Regions from separate parts of the Sus scrofa genome. Here region 1 is linked to region 2. A link is a contact called in public HiChIP or PLAC-seq data. All regions are on one chromosome and are shown on one strand. The core of a region is the stretch at or near the end of the contact, and the rest is flanking DNA. Distances in the headings are between cores, read along the strand shown.

The links. HiChIP or PLAC-seq counts read pairs in DNA pulled down with a chosen protein or histone mark.
Region 1: a contact with region 2 is called in an H3K27ac HiChIP or PLAC-seq map of alveolar macrophages. The contact joins the promoter of RAB32 here to the enhancer-like site in region 2. A contact is called at or near these places in 4 of 5 promoter capture datasets (fetal liver, fetal skeletal muscle, liver and 1 more), 26 of 47 Hi-C or Micro-C datasets (adipocytes, adipose tissue, alveolar macrophages and 13 more) and 2 of 2 datasets of contacts at active chromatin or transcription factors (alveolar macrophages and skeletal muscle).

What each region holds. Positions count from the first base shown.
Region 1 is chr1:19,096,341-19,099,040 of Sscrofa11.1, reverse strand. It overlaps RAB32 (RAB32, member RAS oncogene family), which reads left to right and starts at 1,394. Exons shown (of 3, transcript NM_001123176.1): 1 at 1,394-1,649. The coding sequence starts at 1,394.
Region 2 is chr1:18,962,186-18,964,885 of Sscrofa11.1, reverse strand. ADGB (androglobin) reads left to right here. Exons shown (of 34, transcript XM_021072116.1): 11 at 2,433-2,523. Among named protein-coding and RNA genes, the nearest start is that of ADGB, 67 kb to the left of the region's middle. Within about 2 kb of position 1,270, at least 3 of the 83 cell types and tissues checked have an H3K27ac peak or open chromatin away from gene starts, as enhancers often do. A contact at or near this core is called in alveolar macrophages, where this site is marked.

The sequences.
Region 1 (2,700 bases), core at 145-2,644, 130 kb before region 2:
AGCTGGGACCATGTGTGAATTTCAACACCACAATTCTATTCCTAATGTCAGCGGAAATCTAGGAGAGCTAAAAAAAAAAAAAACAAAAAAAACTCATACAAGTCTATGGTAATATGTACCTATGGAACAAGATGTTGCATTTATGGCAGTAATTGGCAGATTTCCTCTTTCCCCAAGCTGGAGGCATATTGGAAGGTTTCTCTAGTCGAGTGAACATAAAAGCCATAAGCTGGTTGGTCATGAAATGTTTTTAGAGACATATCCATGATTTTTCAATAGCTATTCTACTAAAGGTTTTACTCCCACTTTGACTTCTAAATTTTAAAACGCCTCCACCTCTGAAAAACATTTTTCATGATTGTCAGAGTGAGGATAGGGCGGGCAGCCGCTCTGGTTTATTTAAGGAAGCTACCGCAGCATAACAGCTCCAGGTGTTTCTAAATATTTTGGGGGAGGGCAACCCTCGATTTTATAAACACAGCAGGCGAAGTCAGGCTTCCTGCCTTTCTTTTTGAAAGTAAAAGCCCTCGATGCTATCAACTATTTTTCAATCAATTCTTAGGATCTATCTCAGAGTCTCTACCACCTAAACACTTTAAAAAGGCTTTTGCGGTTTGTTGGGGACGTAAAATAAGATCGTTTAGAGACCTCGCGCTGTCTTCCTCAGACTCCCTCCTTCATTTATACTAAGAGCGGTATCACAACTTTGTCAAGTTCAGAGTAGGTCGCCCACCTTTCGCACTTCTAAAAGTGGGCAGCTGGAGGTCCATCAAGCAAATGATATACAAGCGTTAAACTCCCTCAGGGCAGAGCCAGGAAAGGAAGCTGATTCCCAGGCCAGCACCTTCCCGGCTGGGGCCGCTCCCTGGACGACCACCTCTCGCCCTGCGCGCCCCGCCGGCTGGCTTTCACCGCTCGATTCGGTGGCCTGGGCACTTTTACCCGCCGACCTTGACCCGCCCAGGCTCCGGGCCCGCTCGCCATCGGCCCCGGGTTCTCGGCTTCCGCGAGGCCAGCAGGGGGCGGCCGAGCTCAGCGCCGCCCCGAGGAGTAGGAAAGCCCGGGGAGAGGAAGTGCCCCGCGCCCTAGCCCGGCCCACCCGCAGCGCAGCGCAGGCGGCGGGTAGCGGCCTCCTCGCCGGGACCTCCCCCGCCAGGCCAGCCCCCGGCCCTTTCCCCGCCCCCGGCGTTTGCCAGCGGCGGCGGGTTCCAGGTCCTGTGACCGGTCAGGCGGTGCGGCGGCGCGGCGAGAGGACGGCCGGCCTCGGGGAAGTTTCGACGGCCGGCAGGGGCTCCGAGGGCGCCGCGGGGAGGTTTCGGCCGGGAGGGGGCCCCGGTGCGGAGCCCGAGCTCGCCGAGGACGGCCGGCCGGCTGAGCGGGGCCGGGCACGCTCATGGCGGGCGGCGGAGCTGGGGACCCCGGCCAGGGGGCGGCGGCGGCGGCCGCCGCGGCGCCCGAGACCCGCGAGCACCTCTTCAAGGTGCTGGTCATCGGCGAACTCGGCGTGGGCAAGACCAGCATCATCAAGCGCTACGTCCACCAGCTGTTCTCCCAGCACTACCGGGCCACCATCGGGGTGGACTTCGCCCTCAAGGTCCTCAATTGGGACAGCAGGACGCTAGTGCGCCTGCAGCTGTGGGACATCGCGGGTAAGCGGGTGGCGCGAGCCGCGGACGGAGACCCCGAGGCAGGGGGGCGGCGGCCTCCGGGCAGGGGGCGCGCGCCGGGATTCCCAGCCGTCGGTTGGGAGCCAGGGCCTTTCGGCTCCTTTTGCCCTCCTTTCTAACTCTGTCCTCAGCCTGAACTCGCCTGCCTGTCTCTGTTTAGAAGAAAGGGACGAAATCACTTAGAAAGATGGAAGGGGTTGTCCTGTGGCCTCCAGTGAGATCAGGAGAGTGGAACGGGCAGTAGAAGTTGAAGAATTTAAAAGCAGGACAAAATAAATACTTGGTAAATGAATAACCCTGGTTAGATGCCTCAGCTCAGTCTGTAGATCGCTCTCTAGTTTTTTGCGCGTCGGCCCCTCTACTCCGGCCGTCACTTGACCAGGGGTGGGTGGGCAGCCATGGGAGCTTGTCCTGAAGTTTTAACTCTGCATCTTGGCCAGGAAAAGTGAGGGGAGAGGACTGGCTCCTTGTTAGCTTTAACATTTCACAGTTAAGAGCTGAGGTTCTGAGGGGTTGAATAGCTTACCCAAAGTTACACACCTAGTCACACCTAGTTAGTAATACAACCCAAACTAGAAATTCTAGCAGGTTCCTTTTCAGGTTTTCAGTCACCCACCTTGGGTCTGAGACTTTTCATTTGAGTAAAATCCCATTCCTCATATATCATGCTTTCACTCCAAAGGCAGGCCACCCAGGAGCGGACTTGGGAATGCTCTCTTGAAACCTCACTTCCTCCCTTCTCCGCCAACCTTAACTCCGCACCTGCCTCCCCTCCCCCCAGTATTTGGCATTTGCTTTCCCTTGTCATTTTGGAGCATAATACCTCTCTGCTGGGGGAAGGTGCATATTCTTCTTGCACTAACATATGAAAACTTGAACTCTGGCTGGTGTGTGGGGTGGGATGTGCGCCTTTAAAAAGATGTTAACTTTCAGTGGTTCAGTGGTTATCCATGGTAAGAAGCTCAGTCTGCAATAGGTGTCTGTATGGGAGCATGTCAGGGCTGGCGAGGCTATCCTTCGTCCTCCAGATGCA
Region 2 (2,700 bases), core at 21-2,520:
AACCTGCTGAGCCACAGTGGAAACTCCAGGAGAGTGATTAAAAAAGAAAAACTAAGAATTAAAATATTGCAGCCTAGCAGAATAACTCAATTTGTTTATATTGATTCAACATTAGCTATAGCCTTCCCATAGCTAATTTACACTTGCAGTTTTAATGAAGGGTAGTAAAGATTGGGGTGCTGTGGATTATGTATGTATATGTGTGTATATGTATCTGTATATTTCCATTCCAAAAAGTTTAAATTAGCTCTGTTCAAAACCAGCTTTTCTGTGACCTCTTTTGAGTTCATTTCCTTGCTTTTGCCTTTCCTTCCTTTGTCTTTTCTGATCCCTCATTACCTTCTAACTGTGCTCATCCAGTAATGCGTGCTAGAGGTTGTTGCATTAGGGTTCACCGGTCTGTCGCCCGAATGAACAGTGAAGACAAAGCTTCAGTGAACATCCCGAGCTCCAGTTTACCAAGAGCATCCCTGCAAAGCTCATAATAGGCTTTAAGGGATTGGCCCCATGAACCACGGCTTGTAGTCGTATTGATGATGCTTGCTGTGGCTCCTGCTCCCAGTTCAAGTGTTGCTGCTCCTTCATTGCGTGGGACCAGAGAAGCATATCTCAGTCACCGTATAATCCTTAAGTCTCCACGGCACTCAGGATCCTAAAACGGCAAGAGCCACAGAGACTGGAATATTTACCTGTTCCTTTCCTCCTACTTCCAACCATAATTTACATGTTTTTAAGATATAAATAACAACTGTTAACCATGTAATTTTCCTCACATTTGCTTTCTGCCTACATTGACACAACCGGTACAGCTGGTAGCAGAGTGTTTCTAGCACAACATGTATTATCCTTGCCAGGAAAGAACAAAGATTAAAGAAATCTCTGGTTCAGATGTAAAGGAGAAGTGGTCAGTTCATTTTTTTTTTTTTTCTTTAATTAGACTTGTCTGCCTTTCTTCCTCCTGCTTGGTTATTTGAGTTCTTTCTTTACCTTCCTTGAGTTTCTGCCGTATAGGCTGTCGGTGCCAAGAGAGTGCCAATTGCTGCTTTGGGTTCCAAGAACTTTCCAGTTTTCCTCCCTCCCTCCCCCCTCCTTTGCCTTTCCAACCAAAGATCAGCCTTCACAGGATGTTGGAAAGAAAATCTTTTATTTTTTAAATGCTATATTTTAGTTAAATGCATAGATCCACAATTAAAACGGTTCTTCATTCAGAGCATCCAAAAGAGCTGGATGACAGGGAAAATACTGACCATCCAGCTATTCCCTGATTTTGCTATTGACTGTTGCCTCATTCTATGTAAGGGAGGGCTCTGTGGTAAGAAGGGGAAGGAAACCCACGGATCGATGGGATTCCACAACTGCAGTGTCCCACGTGGGGACTCGCAACATAATTGTCTTTCTTAACTCTTTTAGGTTTAATATTTAAAGGGAAAATTAAGAGGAACTGGAGAGATCAATTTAGAAGTTACCCCAGGAAAAAAAAAAAAAAAACACAGGAAATCACGGGCACTGTCTCACTTCCTTCTGCCCAGTGGGCAGCCTTTCCACTGCTGCAAGAGTTGTTGTTTAAAATGTCATGCCTAGGAGTTCCCGTTGTGGCGCAGTGGTTAGCACATCTGACTAGGAACCATGAGGTTGTGGGTTCGATCCCTGGCCTTGCCCAGTGGGTTGGGGATCTGGCATTGCCGAGAGCTGTGGTGTAGGTTGCAGACGCAGCTCGGATCCTGTGTTGCTGTGGCTCTGGCATAGGCTGGCGGCTACAGCTCTGATTCCACCCCTAGCGTAGGAACCTTCATATGCCGCGGGAGCAGCCCCTAGAAATGGCAAAAAGACAAAAACAAAAACAAAAAAGTCATGCCTAGTGTTTACTTTCAGTGCTCACCGTGTTAGTGCATGGCTGTGTGCCCCATACACTGAGCATCTACTTCTCTGTCAGCTTCAGACTCCTCTGGGAATATCCACAGCTCTTTTCGAGACCTCCTGCTTTCTTTTCTGCTTCTGACCTTTACTTCCACTACTATATCCATGTATTAGTCCGCATTTTTTTCCTGTCCTAAGCAATGGTGTTACAGAGGTTAACCCAAAGAAGACATTTTTTACTACAAAACTTGTCTAGAAAGTCTTTCGTGCACTTGAAATAGCAGCAAATGCCAGTAATAACTCTACAAGACGTTGCTGGCTTTCTCCCTTGAGACTTCATCCTTTCATGTTGTAAATCTGGAAAGCAACTAAGTAGACTAAAGAAATCTAGTATTGGCAGGATCCATAAAGCCTTTCAATAAAAAAAAAAAAACTTTATGTATCCTAGTACATTTCTATTTAACTCACTGAAATTTGCTGGGTAGTTAATCTAATCAGTGCTATGTTAAATGTTAAACTGTACATATAATCTTGGAAGACTAAAAAAAAATATATCACTATATTTTTCTTTTTAGAAGTAGTAATAAAGAAGCCTGAACAGTTCCTTGAGATTTCAAGTCCGTTTTTAAACTATAGAATGCCTCCATTTACAATTCCAACAGAAACGTAAGTACAAGGACATTCTTTCCTACAAAATACGTCTTGTTAACACATGCAGCTTTTTGTTATTTGTGCGGTTAAAAATGAATGCTGGAGTTCCCGTCGTGGCACAGTGGTTAATGAATCCAACTAGGAACCACGAGGTTGCGGGTTCGATCCCTGGCCTTGCTCAGTGGGTTAAGG